3 separate regions of the Mus musculus genome follow, and all the other regions are linked to region 1. A link is a contact called in public HiChIP or PLAC-seq and promoter capture Hi-C data. All regions are on one chromosome and are shown on one strand. The core of a region is the stretch at or near the end of the contact, and the rest is flanking DNA. Distances in the headings are between cores, read along the strand shown.

The links. Promoter capture Hi-C pulls out the DNA fragments that hold promoters and counts their contacts. HiChIP or PLAC-seq counts read pairs in DNA pulled down with a chosen protein or histone mark.
Region 2: a contact with region 1 is called in an H3K27ac HiChIP or PLAC-seq map of embryonic stem cells, with 2.5 times the contacts expected there. The contact joins the promoter of Sfxn3 here to the promoter of 1700039E22Rik in region 1. A contact is called at or near these places in 3 of 39 promoter capture datasets (hippocampal neurons, liver and stem cell-derived epiblast-like cells) and 2 of 115 datasets of contacts at active chromatin or transcription factors (embryonic stem cells and pancreatic cancer cells).
Region 3: a contact with region 1 is called in a promoter capture Hi-C map of the C10 cell line. The contact joins the enhancer-like site here to the promoter of 1700039E22Rik in region 1. A contact is called at or near these places in 10 of 39 promoter capture datasets (the 3T3-L1 cell line, the C10 cell line, embryonic stem cells and 5 more), 6 of 115 datasets of contacts at active chromatin or transcription factors (embryonic hindbrain, embryonic stem cells, epiblast stem cells and 3 more) and 2 of 9 other capture datasets (embryonic stem cells and embryonic trunk).

Annotation. Positions count from the first base shown.
Region 1 is chr19:44,833,537-44,838,288 of GRCm38.p6, reverse strand. It overlaps 1700039E22Rik (RIKEN cDNA 1700039E22 gene), which reads left to right and starts at 2,351. Exons shown (of 3, transcript NR_045315.1): 1 at 2,351-2,798. Pax2 (paired box 2) reads right to left here. Exons shown (of 10, transcript NM_001368747.1): 9 at 2,812-2,898; 10 at 20-2,319. The coding sequence ends at 2,198.
Region 2 is chr19:45,044,738-45,049,489 of GRCm38.p6, reverse strand. Sfxn3 (sideroflexin 3) reads right to left here and starts at 1,914. Exons shown (of 11, transcript NM_053197.4): 1 at 1,600-1,914; 2 at 223-386. The coding sequence starts at 383. Pdzd7 (PDZ domain containing 7) reads left to right here and starts at 3,718. Exons shown (of 16, transcript NM_001195265.1): 1 at 3,718-4,072. The coding sequence starts at 3,847.
Region 3 is chr19:44,696,601-44,701,352 of GRCm38.p6, reverse strand. No RefSeq gene overlaps it. Among named protein-coding and RNA genes, the nearest start is that of Gm26644, 3.5 kb to the right of the region's middle. Within about 2 kb of position 2,807, at least 7 of the 459 cell types and tissues checked have an H3K27ac peak or open chromatin away from gene starts, as enhancers often do.

The sequences.
Region 1 (4,752 bases), core at 1,102-3,601:
GACAAACCTGGAGCCATGGGGAGTGACATACAAAATTTTATTATTATTTTTATTATTATTTATCATGTGCACAAAAAAAGAAAGAAAAGAGAAAGAAAGAAAAAAGAAAGAAGGAAAGAGAGAAAGAAAGGAAAAATAATCAAAACGAACCGACACGTTGAAAGTGGCGGAGGAGCCGGGACTTGTGGAAGGCTAAGCCTTCTCCTGGATTCCGCACTCCTGGAGCGCGGCCAGCTCCACACAAGACTGGGTCAGGCTGGGCCTCGAAGCTGGGACCTCGTTGCCCTCGCCATCCAGCTCCAGCCACTGGAGCACGGTCGGGCGCCGGCAGTTCCCTTAGATTGTTCACTTTTCTCGCTTTCCTTTTCAAATAAAATGGCTCGAAGGAAAGCGCACTCTGGGCTAGGACTCCAAGCCTTTTCGGATTTGTTCAAGGATTTTTATTTATTTATTTATTTACTTATTTTTTTTTCACTTTTATTTACTTTGTTTCTGTTATTTCGGGTCGTCACGATCCACGGTTGAGGAGACATGCAGGGAGCATCGCCGCTACCGAGAGAGCAACTACAGGGTGGGGTGGGGCAGGGTGGCCTGGTCGGGCACGTGGGGCATGGCCACAAGGGGCCAAGCCCCGAGGTTGGTTCTGCCATCTTAGATGTAGCCTTGGAGGCCTGGGGCAGAACGGACCGAGACAGAGACAAGTGAAGAAGAGAAAGAGACACAGAGGGGTCGAGAGTAGCAGAGAAAAGGGAGATGAAGTGGGAGAGATGCAGGGCGATGAACACGGAATTACAGAGAAACAGTCAACAAAACAGGCGAGAGGTGTCCACGGGACCATGTTCGTCATTTTGCATAGAGATTTCTTTCATAATTTTTTTTTGTAACGTAAAAAAATGCCCCCCTCCCCCAGGACGTGCTGTGCTTTAGTGGGCATGTAGCTGTGTCCCCCCTCCCTCCCCCCAGCGAGCGGCGACTCTCACAGCACGGACAGAAGGGTGTATCTACAGGCAGGGGGGCGGGGGGGGGGCGGGAGGACAGGGACTCTATGGTACCCGGAGGGGCGGGGCAGAGAGGGAGGGGCTATGTACAGAGAGAGGTTCGCCTCGACAGCACACACCGTCTTTCTATAAAGCAGCCTGTTGGGTTTTTGTTTGTTCATTTTTGCAAAGACCATCATCATATTAAATAAGTGTAGACTTTTTTTTTTTTTTGAGGCTCTGTTCAGCTCCTGCCCAAGGGAAGGCTGGGGAGGGGGTGCTTGGGGGGAATGGGGCGGGGAGACCCGGATTTTCATCTGGGGCGGCTCGGTCGTCAGTTCCTTCCAGGCTTTTTGCGCCCGCAGGTTGGGAGTTTGGGATGGGAGGGTGGGGGTGGGCAGCGCATTACTGATGGGAAAAGATCAATGCTCGCAGCCGCAGCCTGAGGACACGGTTCCCGCGGTGGCCCCGACGTGGCTGCGTGCTTGGGACCAAACACAAGGTGTCGTGGGATGAGCCGAGGAAGCACAGGAGGGAAAAGTGAGAGGCCAGCAGGTGGAAGAGGCGCTGACGTAAGGGCAAGGCGGGGCCGAGAGGAGAGTCACTGCAGAAGGAGATCGCAGGCCCAAGGGAACTAGGCAGTTCAGGTGGATGAGCTCAGTTGGCGTCTGCTCGCCTTGGGTACCAGCCTTGGAAAACGCTGTCGCCCCAAACGCTGTCCCTCGAGTCCGACCCTTGCGTCCCAGTGCCACCGTCTGGGGCGGGGCGCAGACAGAAGGCGGGGTCAGCTTGGCAGGCACAGGGGGGATGGGGCAGGATTTCCCCCCTAGGGTCTCCCCGGCGGCTCCTCCTTCAGCACAAAGTCCTTTCCTTAGCTTCCCTTGCTCAGCTTCTCCAGCGAAGCCTCCCGACTCCCGGGCGTCCGAAGTGGGCTGCCCCTGGGTGGGCCACGCTGATTGTGTGTCACAGAAACGGCGCGCGGGCCAGAGGCGGGCGGGCTTCCGGACGGCGCCGCGGTCCAGGCAGGCGGGGAGGGGCGACGGGCGGGGCTGGGGCCTGAGGGTCCCACCCGCGGCTCCACCTGTCCTGTCTGGCCATCGACAGGGTGATGAGAAGGGCTGCGGGGCTTGGGGGAGGATGTCTCGAGGTGGGGGTGGGACAGGGACGGTGGCCGAGAGGCAGCGCGTCGCTTCGGTCCTCCCTCCCTCTGGGGTGGGCGGTCAGACGGGGACGATGTGGAGGCCGAAGCTGTCTGCCTGAAGCTTGATGTGGTCCCCGCGGTAACTAGTGGCGGTCATAGGCAGCGGCAGCAGCGGCAGGGGCGGAGCCCCGGGGGGCGGCACTATAATAATAAGGGGAACCTGGAAGTTAACACAGGAGAAGAATGGGCTGGGTGAGAGGACAAACAGGAGAACAAAAAAGGAAAGAAAAGCAAAGAAAAGCCCTCCCCGGGTCCAGCGGGATCAGGCCTGGAGGACTGTGGCTCGGCCCCGAGGCCAGATGCCCAGGAGTAGTGCTGCATCCACAGGGCGGGAGAGGGACAGGACAGGTGACACCCGGCTGCGGATCCCCCAAGGGGTCCGACGGCCACTGTTGGCTAAGAGCCCTCCAGTGATCAAGAGGTAGGGGAGGGAAGAGGCTGGAGGCGCAGGCGTCCTGGTGGTATCCCCAGGACCCGGCGCTGCTCTAATGGGCCTGTCTCCCTGGCCCATCCGGGTACCCAGAATTGGGGTGGTCCTGAGTGGGATCCGTATCCCGAAGCAGCCTGCGCGCCCGAGCTGGCGAGCGGGTAGGCGACCTTGGGAGCCGCCGGCCTGCCAGGTGGCGTACTCACTTAGTAAGGCGGGGTTGCTGAATCTCCAAGCCTCATTGTAGGCGGTGTACTGGGGATGGCTGTATGGGTTGCCTGAGAACTCGCTCCCTGTGGGAGGGCGGGGAACTGGAATTAGAGGCGTTCAACGTGTCCAGTTGGCCTCTTCTGTCCTGTCCTCACTAGTCCCAGTCTTGGGTGTTTCAAGCAGGGATAGGGCCCCTGGGAGCAGGCCAGAGGCCAGGTAATCCACACACTCCGAGCTCTGCATGGGGACAGCCACCATAGACAAGTAGCAGCCAGATCCCTGCACACCTAGGCATGGAGGGAATCTGTGGGCGGGTTTGTGCCTGGGCTCTCCTGCAAGAGATCGCTGCCCAGGAAGGGTTTGGTCTTGGTCTGGCTGCTCCCACTTAAGTAAATTGGGAGCTGAGAGCTTTTACAGTGGACACTGGCTTTAGGGATTCTACAGCATGAGAGAGGGGGAAGGTGGAGCAGGAAGGCCCCTGGGACACTTTGTCCCAGAAAGCCCTAAGAATGGCATCTCAGAGCTGTGCCAAAGCTAGGCAGGTGGTAGTGGTGGTGCCCTCCTGGGAAATAACCCCTCCCACTTTTCCCTCCTGAGGTTCAGTACAAGGGCCACGTAACTGGGGAAGTGAACTGCGGGAATCCACTGGACTGCTCGCAGGCTCAGGAGCAGTGAGCAGTGGAGGGCACAGTGGGTTGGGAGCCTTCGGGAGCTACCTCCCTCCCTCCAGGAGGAGAAAGGCCAGGCCTATGGGTTTCCCCCCTGGCCCTTTCTCCTGTGTGATGACCCCAGACTGTTTACAGTGATCCCTAACCGCGGGTTAAGTAGAGGAGAAGGGGCCCCACTCCAAGAAGGAGCTGGGTGGGGGTGGGGGATGCAGCCACTGGAAAGCCTGTTTATTGACGAGGAGGGAAAGCATGCGTGCAGCAGGATAATGAGCTTCTGAGCTCAACTGTGACCAAGAGGAACTGAGCTATCTCCTTCCCCATCGCTAATGAAACAAGTGTAATTTCCTCATCAGCACTAGATTCTGTTTAACGACTCCCCCCTTGCCACCATGAGCTCTCTGCGGCTCCCCTCATCCCTACCTCCCTGTAGACTCCCCACCCCCCACCTCCCCACTCTTTCCTCACCACCACCACCCCACCTCCCTAAGACCTCCTCCAGCCTCCACCTGCTCACTGCTGGGATCTTCTTCCAGAGCCATCCCTTGCTCCCCCACCAACAGCTTCTACTTGCCTTCTCCCAAGTGTGAGCCCCAATCCCTTCATCCGCACCTCCAACTTCTCTCAGTCAGCCCTATTCTCTTAACAGGCTGTAACGGGCTCCCCAGTTTCTCAACCCTTACTCAGGGCCGTGCCTTGATGAATAAGGCCAATCCAGCTTTCTGTCCTCTCTTTCTCCCTCTACCAGTGAGGGTTGAACTTGAGGAGTGGGGCATACAAAAGGGCTCCAGAGACAGTGGACTACAGGCTGGGAGAGTCTTAGCCACCTTAAGGTGAGAGATTTTGGTGTTTCAACACCAAACTTCAACTCTCTTTGACTTTAAGCCACTCTCATTTGGGGTGAAGGTTAGAGAGGACAGCCACCAGGCTGCTTCCTGAACCCCAAACCCAAGTCCAGTGCCTCTCAGCAAAAGGGTACACTAGAGATTCAGAGGAGCACAGAGGACCTGGGTCCTCTGAAGACATGTGGAGTTGTTGTAGCTAATTTTTCTCTGAAGCTAACATCTCTCTGGTTCCCTCCTGTCCACTTTGAGACTAGCTTCCTTCTCTCTAGATTGGGATTGGTTCTCCACAGTGGTCTCCTCCCCTGGCTTGGTGTAGACCAGCATGGCTTTGTCTGAATGACTGCCATGCCCCTGAAAATGGTCCTTGGTTCCAAGTTTCCATGGAAACCAGGGCAGGCTCTTCCAGGCAGTGTCAGCTAGCTGAGTT
Region 2 (4,752 bases), core at 665-3,164, 210 kb before region 1:
CCAAGAGTTAAACCTCCCAAGGAGGATTCCTTTTCTATCTGCGTGGGACTCTCTTTGTCCTTGCACAGTGAACAGCACTGGGAAGTGTCATTACTAAGGATCTGTGACCTGCAGAGCTGCCACCTACCCATAACACACAGTGCTGTCCCCTCAGCCCAAATGTCCTCAGATCCGCTGAGCTAAAGTGCTGCGTCACAGTGGCGTGATTTGAGGCAGGTTCACCTGTAATTCTGCACGATGTTCCGGGAAGCTTCCAGCTGTTCCCCGGACAGCAGCAGATTTCGGGGATCAGTGACTGTGAAGAAATGCCGGGCTCTGCCTAGAAATGTGCTTTGGTCCCACCGAGGTTCCTGGATGTTGATATTTAAGGGCAGGTCACCCATCTTCTGCAAGGTAGCAAGAATAAGGGTCAGGTCCAAGGACTTCCTTCACTTGGGAGACACTTTGGTGGCTCTGCCTTGGCCCCAGAAACTGACCAGTGCTTGCAGGTGCTCAAGGTCACTCCAGATCCATAAACAAGGGTGGGGGAGGAGTTGTTCCCTAGGTAGTGTTTTAGCCAGGAACATACAGCCACTTAAGAGCCGGAGGGAAGACCAGAACCAAGAATATAGCTTTCCTGACGCTGTGGCCTGATGCCAGATTTACGTGTGTGTGAGTGTGTGTGTGTGTGTGTGTGTGTGTGTGTGTGTGTGTGTGTGTGTGATTCCCCAGCAGCAGCTAATCTGGGGCAGCTATCTTGAGCTCCTGCTATAGGAGCACAGAACATGGATAACACACCCAAGCCCTTTCCAGCTTCAGGCCCCAGCTGCCCCAAGACTTAGATAAAAACTTCCAAGGCTGTTTGGAAAAATGACAGAAGGCAGCCCACACTCAAGCCCCTGATTGGAGGAGACATTAGGCACCTGAGGGCTGATCCGTACCAGATCTCAAACAGCACTGGAGTGGCAGCCATTTGTGAACATGTGAGCACCCACATAGCCTCCTCAAACCCACTTGCTTCCACTCCTACACAATAACTCCGGGCTCTCCCTGGTCCTGGGTTGAATAGAACTGACGCAGGCACCCACCCAACTCTCTCTGAGCCTCAGAAAAACCTCAGGAAAGGGCGAGATTCAATGGATGCCCCTCCGCCCAGCACAAAAAGGAATGCCAAGAACAGCCATCTGGCTGTGTTAGGCAAAAATCCTGCAGAGTGACTAATACCCTCCAACCCCACTTCCTCCCTCACAGTAGACACCGTCCCCACCCGACTTTCACATACTTATACACAAAGACAGGCACGCCCTCCCCAGCACACAAACAGGTTAGAGTCACACTGTATACACTAGTCAACCAACCAGAGTACCGTTACACACACACACACACACACACACACACACACACACACACACGCTCAGCCATATCTATCAGTTGCAGACATTTGAAAGCATGCCTAACACACAGCCTCAACCAACCCCTCCTTGTGCCCTACAGATCCTAACAGACCACGCAATATGGAATTCCCATAAGAGAGAGCACCTCTCTCAAGGCAAGCCTTCTGTTCTGAGCCCAAGCCCTCACCCCTCCACTTTGCTGATTCCCAAGGCAGCAGGCACTCACGCTTTCCGGGGTTTTCAGCCTCTAGAAGCTCTCAGACCCGCCTTCCTCACCGCTCTCCGCTTTCCTCCCAGCCATCACCGAGACGTCACGCGTGACGCTGAGCAGCAGGGAAGGGCGGGGGCTCCCTGAGCTCGTTCGCCTGACCCACCCCCCCTCTTGGCAGAGTTCCGAGACAGTGGATGTCCAGAGTGATTCTCCCAGACCAGGCCGTTGAGACCAAACCCGACCCAGTCCTGGGAAGCAATTCTGGCCTCCTTCCCAACCAGGGAGAAAAGGGGAGGAGCCGCCCCACTTGCCTCCTTCGCTTGCAGTCCCTTAGCTTGCCTCTGGAGGCACCCACCCCCGCAGCACCCAGTCTAGGTGCACTGGGTGCGGGTGAGCGGCGTGGAGGGCGGGCCTCTGAGGGTGCAACGCCCGGAGGGATTCGGATTACTGCTTGTTTACTTGATTGCTGCCTTGGCAATGGACTCTCCTTGCTTGCACCCTGGTCTGCTACTCCAGGTCTTAGAGGCTCCTTTTGCAGATCCTCGTCATTCGCATCTCTTTCCAGCCACATTGTTGTGGTATCTGTGCCCCTTTTGTGTTCCCAGTCCCCTTTGCCACCTAATCCCCAGCTCCACTGTGCCAGCAATTTTTTGTACCCCCAACACTTATCCGTACACAAACTGACGCCCCAGTCCTAGGGATGTGCACGGCCAAAGTTTCCCGTGATCTCTGCCTGCATCCAAGCAGGCGCATCAGAAAGATTCTTCTCCTAGTGGCCTGGGATCAGCTGCTGTATCGTGCGGCCTTTCCAGAACAGGGTGTCTCCGAAGGTGAAGAAGGCATTACACACACACATCCCTTATCCATCAGCACCCAGGGCACAGCGGCGACACAGCCATGTTCCAGCTTTCCTTCCTGCTGATCTCAGGCTCAGGTTCAGCTCTTTCGTTTGTGACATTCTCCCACAGAGACCTTAGGGATGACTACGGAAGGGATGGCAATTTCAGGAAGCTAGCGTGGCCCGGAGAAGACGTGATTCTAGTAGCCAGTGGAACCCAGCCAGTTCCAGAGCCTGGGTTCCAACGACCAGTTGGGGTTCAGAGTTGGGGCGGGCAGAGCCCAGAGGTATCAGACAGGTGAGAAGCTACAATCCGGACAGGCTACCAAAGGTGCTAGAAGAGAATGACTGGCGGTCTCAGCAGCCAATGGGATCCCAGGACCGCGCAGGGTAGCTCTATTCCAGCAGCTGCGCGGAGCGTGGGCGGGGTCCTTAGTTCACTGTATCGCGCCCGCCAGCGGGCGACAAGGGCAGCGGCGGCACACGGGACCAGGTGAGGTGGCCAAGTCCTAGAGGTAGCGAGGCAGGAGGTCCTACATGGGGGAGTCTGTTTTTTGGTTTACAGAAATGCTCTAGAGGGCGTGACCCCTGGTTTTGCACTAGCGATTTGTGGGGCTCTCTCCAGAAGATCACTCAGTCCTGGGATAGAGTCTTGCAGCGACTTTAGACTCACAACTGCAGCCTGGAGCCTGACATTCACCTGGGGGTGGCGGTGGGGGGCAAGCTCGACCGCAGCTATCCCAGGTCCTGAAGTCCAGCTCGGGAGGCTAGCCCCTACCCATATACATATACACACAGGAAAGATGCTGCAGTAAACTGTGTGGCACCCATTCTCCTCTCTCTCTTTAAAACTCAAGAGCCTGCTGTGACCCCCATCTCTACTCTCTGAGTGTCAGATGAGGACCGGAGACTGGGTGGATGACTCCATTGAGAATAGCAATGGAGGAATGGAGGGAGGAATGGAAGGAAAGTGTCCCAATGGCCTTGTAGAAACAAATCCCCAAATCCAAGATGGTGCAGAACTGGGCCGATCTCCTCTGGGCCCAGGATGGGAGAGGGGGACAGGATGTTCAAGTCAGGAGGAAGTGCAGAAGCCAGGGTAATGGGACAGCACTCATCCCTCTCCCCAAACCCTGTTCTTCCTACACAGATCTGGAAGCCCTACTCCTAAGAAGCATTCAGACTGAAATTGCATCAGAAAGATCCCTCTCTTCCAAGTGGCCTGGGATCAGCTGCTCTGTCTTGTGGACTTTCCAGAACAGGGTGGCCAGAAGAAACACTATTTTTCGACTCAGCGAGATCTGCCTTACTAAGACTCCAGCCCTACTGAGAAAGCTCATGGAGCCTGGAAGACCAAGAGCCAACCTTCGGAGGGCAGGCAGACTCTGTCCGGATCTGTAGGGCACTGCCCTAGTCTCACTACTATGGCACGTGGTTTCACGGTAGGCTTTGACCCACTGGGTCTAGGAGAACTCAGCTCTGGCTCCCTGAGCTCTGTCTCCTCCCGAGGCCACCTGGGCAGCGACTCAGGCTCCACAGCAACACGATACCTGCTGAGGAAGCAGCAGCGCCTGCTGAATGGGCCCTCCCGAGGAATTCGAGCCTCCTCGCCCATGGGCCGGGTCATCCTCATCAACTCCCCCATCGAAGGTGGGTGTGGGGCCCGGGAGTGACTTGGATGGGAGCACTGAGGACAACGGGTAACGGGATCATCTTTCATCTACCCTTGCCTATCCTGTAGCCACTATTTTAGGGCGGCAGGGCTGTAGAAGGATCAGAGGTGGGAGGTGAAACCATAGTCTAAGGAAAGCCCTTATACGTGAGCCCCTGGGATACATAGGCAGCGTGATGAATCAGCCCCCTCCATTCCTTGAACTCCGTCTTTCTCCTAACCCACCTTAGGGAGTGAAGCAGAATGGAGATCTCCCACCAAACAATTTTGTGTGACCAGTACTGTGGGGGGACGGTAGAGCGTCAGTGTCCAGGCTTCAGAATGTGGGAGAGGGGCCAAAAGACACGCAGCAAATGTCCATGAAAAGGCAGAGAGGGGGTGGGGGTGGGGTGGGGATAGGAGGAATGAGAGACAGAGGCAGAGAGTGAGAGCCCCATAGCTCGGTCGTTCAGAGAGAATGAGCTGCCTGGCACTATACCATGGCCACCAATTCTGATTCTACCCCGGTTAGGTCTTGCAGGGGACCTAGAGGGAGGAAGCTCAGTTTTCACCTCACAGGAATATGAAGCATAGTCAAAACTTCAAGACACAAACAAGAACAGCTGGTGGGGAGGTTGCAGCTACCACCCCGCAAAAGTCAGAAGTGAACAGCGGGAAG
Region 3 (4,752 bases), core at 1,558-4,057, 140 kb after region 1:
ATATCATTTTCTGCTTTATGTAATAATATCAAAACTGCCATCTAAGACGACCCTAACACTAATCCTATGAGGCAGTCTTAATTGCCTAGATTTGACAGATGAGAACCTGATGTTCGGGAGGTGGGGTGGGGGTGGTAAAGTGACTTGCCAAGACCCACTCTGCAGTGTCAAAACTCAAGTTCAGTTTAGAATCCGTGTCTGAAGCCAGGCACTTCCAGAAAGAGCCACAGGGCTCTGGAGGAACACAAATAAGACAGGGGGCTCCAGGAGGGGTCTGCAGAGGCAGGGCCTCATTGGCAGGACAGCTGGAGAATGGGGTGGAGGAACATCTTAGCAGGAAGGAACAGCAAGCTTATTTGAGAGACTTTAGCTAGTTGGGTCCTGTCTGTGGGGTACAGACTTTGAGGCTCAGAACCCACCCCTCACTTCCTGCAGAGGATGTGGGCTTGGTTATGGTGTGTGTGTGTGTGTGTGTGTGTGTGTGTGTGTGTGTGTGTTGGTCTCAGGCCTCTTCTGTAGCCCAGCCTCTGTGAGAAGTCCTTTCTGATTGGTCCCTGGAGCAACTTGCACTGACAGCATGCTCAGCATCCTGATGTCCCCCTTTGGTCCCTCGAGTACAGTGTGCACCTCCTGGTCCATTCCCTGAGACCCTATAGAAAAACTTCTACTCCCTGTCCAGGTTCCTCCCCTGCAGGTCAAGGTTCCCACGGTGGACAGGCTCTTGCGATGATGAATCGCTGGCCCCAACGCACATATTATTATGAAATGGGTTTATTACACTCTAAATCTCTCACTAATGTGTCGCTGTTTAATCCCTTTATCCAATTCTCAGTCTCTTAGGCCCAGCCATAGTGCGCTCTCTCTCTCTCTCTCTCTCTCTCTCTCTCTCTCTCTCTCTCTCTCTCTCTCTCTCTCCCCCCCCCCCCTCTCTCTCTCTCTGGCCAGGATGAAGACTGAATAGTTTAGTGGATAATTTTTGACTCCAGGAAGGGAGAACAAGATGGAGTCTTTTTTTAGGATGGAGGCCAGATGCAGCCATGCAGCTCTGAGAGAAGTTCAAGGGCATGGCCACAGGCCTTGCAAGTGGTAGCACCTTGAGCATGGAGTCATCCTGAGTCTGCGTCACTAATGGAGCTCACCTGCCTGCCTGTCTACCTTGTCTGTTTGTCCGTCCCACTTTCCTCCAACTTTCTTAGACACACCTGCTAGCTGTCCTGTTTTGCCTTTGCTTGCTTGCCTCCTCTCTGACTGTTAGCCCATCTCTTGTCTCCCTGAAGCCAAACAGGTCAGGGTCAGGATGATAACATGGGTTCCCTCTGGATGTGGGGATCCATGATCCTGAGTTCTCCTGTCCCATTCCAGCCTCATATTTTGGAAGGTTCCTTCCGCTGGATTGATCCTGTCTTTTCAAGTCACTTCTTTACCCCAGCTCCACTAACCAGCCACCTTCCTACTTGGGTACCTGCTACTGAAGTATCCACTGCTACTGATGTATCCACTACCCTTCCTCCTCAATATATCCACTACCCTTCCTTCTCAATGTAGCCACCACCCTTCCAGCTCCTCCCATCAGCCCCACTGTCAGGCCCTGGCCTGCCAACATCAGTCTCCGCCTCTTCTGCTGTCCCAGATCGCTGGAGCTGACTCCTCAGCTCTCCTGGCCTCCTCCTTCCTTTTCCTCACTGCTGTCTGGCCACCTCCCTGCTGGCCTCCTCTAGCTCCCTCAGTCTCTATCTCTGTCTCTCCCAGTGTCTCTCCCCAGCAGTCCCTCCCCACTCTGACACACCAGCCGGTAAGGCAGCCAAGGCTTCCTGCTGTCAGCTGGGGAATAGATAAAGATAAATGATATTATGTTAAATTCCACTTAATGACAAATTTTTAATTTTCTGAACATGGTCATTTTCTGGCTAGTGAATCAAGTGGAGGGAGCTAATTACATGAAGATCTGAACAAAAATAACTCCTAATTTTCAAGGATAATGGAAGAGAAATGTTGGAGATTAATGGCACTATTTATCTTTTTTAAATTTCTATCTTTCTCTGTGATAGCCGTGCTCCCCAAGGAAAATATTCATAAAATGAAATTGAAGTCGTAACTTAATAGGTTATTAAAATTTTTGAGTGCATATCACTTTCCTTCCGCAGCACTGTAAATTTAAATTGAAGTTTGCGGCTCCCCGAGTCACCAGCGGAGTTTTTTTTATGATGGCACAATAGAGAGAAGCATGCATCTTTGTCAGGAGGTATTTGCTAGTCTAATTTTATGGCAGGCCGGATTATCAGACGGGAATGGCAGCGCCGGGGGAAGCTGACAAGCCCGCAGCCAGCAGCCATGTGTTTCCATTAGCGCCCCGAGCCGTCCGGGGCTTCTCTGGACTCTCATTTTCCAGTTCACTCTTTTATCTTGATTTAAAGTGAGAGCGCCCAATATTCAGGGCCTGTCATTTTTCTCTCTCACGCTCTCTCACGGCTCTTCCTTGTGTCTCCCCTCCCACTTCCTCTGCTCCGCGGCCCTCTTCCTTTCATCTCTGTGCCTGTAGCACAGGCACTGTCCACCCGGTCCCATCTTCCCCTCATCCTCTGGCATCCTCCTCCAGACTCCTGCATCCAGCCCAGCCCTATGGGCTCTGCCCTGGGAGGAAGGAGAGAGGGGAGGAGAGCAGGGGCTGTTGGGCTGCCCCTAGAGTTAGTTATAAATTTGAGTGAAGCCTTCTCCCCAAGGGCTCATCAGACCAACTTCTGACTGGGGGCCTGACTGTGTATATGGCAGGAGAGATTCTCCAGGCTCAGGCCCATCAGGCCCCCTAATTGACTGTTAATAGAGTTGCCAGGGGGAGGGGTCGCAGCTGTTGGCTCTGGGGATAGGAGGACAGGGAGAATTATCACCATTTCTCGTGAGGTCCCTGTCTCTGCTCTCATTCAGGTCTCTGTTCCTGGCTTTGTCTCTGAGTATAGAATCATAGACCTAGAGGAAAGCTCTACTTGAGGCCAGCCAATGCTCACACATGTCATACATGAACACACTCAAGTTCAGGGATGAAGAATACATTGGCCTGGGTCTGGAAATACATTGGTGGGTGAGAGAGGAAGTTGGACCACCCAGACCCTTAGATGGATGCACTTTGATTCAACTGCTCCTGTTCCCTCAGCATCTTTCTGCTCTTGGATGGAAGCCAATACCCCGATGTTCATCTCAGCCCCCATCTAACTTGACTCGCAGTGTGTAGGAGTTGTGAGCATGCTTCTTCTTCCAGACCTCCATCTTGACCTTGACACCCTAAGTAAAGTCTTCTTGTGGGTGCTTCTCTCCGCCCACATATTAGTTACCAAGTCCTTTCCTCTTTCACCTTGTCCCTGGCCTCTTCACGTGGGCTCACCACACCTGTCTCTTGTCCCCATATTGTTCCCTTGCCCCCGTATTCTATCTTTACCCAAATATATTAGAGACCCCAAATGCCTTCCTGTGGTGCCCAGTGTTTATGAAACATTGGGTTCCACACTCTCCTTCAAACCTCACCACCCTGTGTGGCCACAGCCATGTTCCACCCTCTGTCTTCTCTCTCCTTTGCCTATCGTATGTCCATGGAGAGCCTGTCCCAGCCCTGGTGCACCTTTCTTCCTTTGTTCTTGGTATCCATAATTGAAATGGCCACCACCTTTTATTTTATCCAACTTTCAGGAGTTACCTCAGGCTCCACAGAATCCCATTGACCATGCCTCTTCTCTGGCCTCCATTAGCCTTCCCTCTCCAGGCCCGCCAGCTGGGCATTTGTCACCTACTTACCTGCTGCCTGACATGTCACTGCACTTATTCTGGACCACTGACCCTCTGTCCAGTTCATATACCTTATTCAAGTGGCCACAGGTGTCCCCCGGGTCACTTGTCTTATTCTACGTGTCCCATGCACATCAGTGGAATCCTCCAGATAAGGAAGGCTCTTTAGAGCCCTTTAGTGTTGAAGACAACGTGAGACCTTAACTCCTTCACTTTATAGATGTAGAACAGAAAGTTCAGGCAGAAAGTGCCTGGTAATGAGGTAGTTGAAAAAGTCACACATTTCAGCACCTACCACACCAGTAGTCACCACCCTGTCCCCAGAGTTCACAGTGTCTTTATTAGGCAGGGAAGTTAGTAATAGTATTTTCAAGTGCAGAAAACCATGGTGCCTTTTTGAAAAATGGTATCAGGGCTGGTGGGGGAAACCCTGTAGCCATAGGAGGGCCTTTCTGTGGCAGCCTTCACCTCCACCCTTTCTCCTGTTCAGCCCATTTCTGCCCTTATGTAATCCCTGGCCTGGCTATGTCCGAGGATGTCTTGGTCCCTTCCCCACTTTTGGCTCTTGCTGTTGTTGCAGGCGTGTGGCAGGCATGTCACAGGCATGTTGCAGGCATGTTCTAGACACGGCCATTTCCACTTGGCTGCCTATGCCACACAGGTCAGGTGGCGAGTGGCCTGGGCTGCCCCCACGCCGTGTTTAGCAGGAGAGCTGAGCGGAGGCGGTGCCTGGTTCCCCAGCTACAGTCTCTCGTTAGAAAGAAATTAAAAGCCACTCAATTTTGGCTAATATCCCTCTGAAGGCCTTTAACTCCACCTGTGACTAACCCATTCATAATCGCTCCGTTTTAGTGGCTCAGGCTGATGTAGCCTCAATTAATTTGGAAGGAGAGATAAACGGCCGTTCCTCTTTGTCTCCCATCCATTCCTCCCTTCCCTGTTGTCTCCCCCACAGCCTCTCGGTATCTCTGCCTCCAA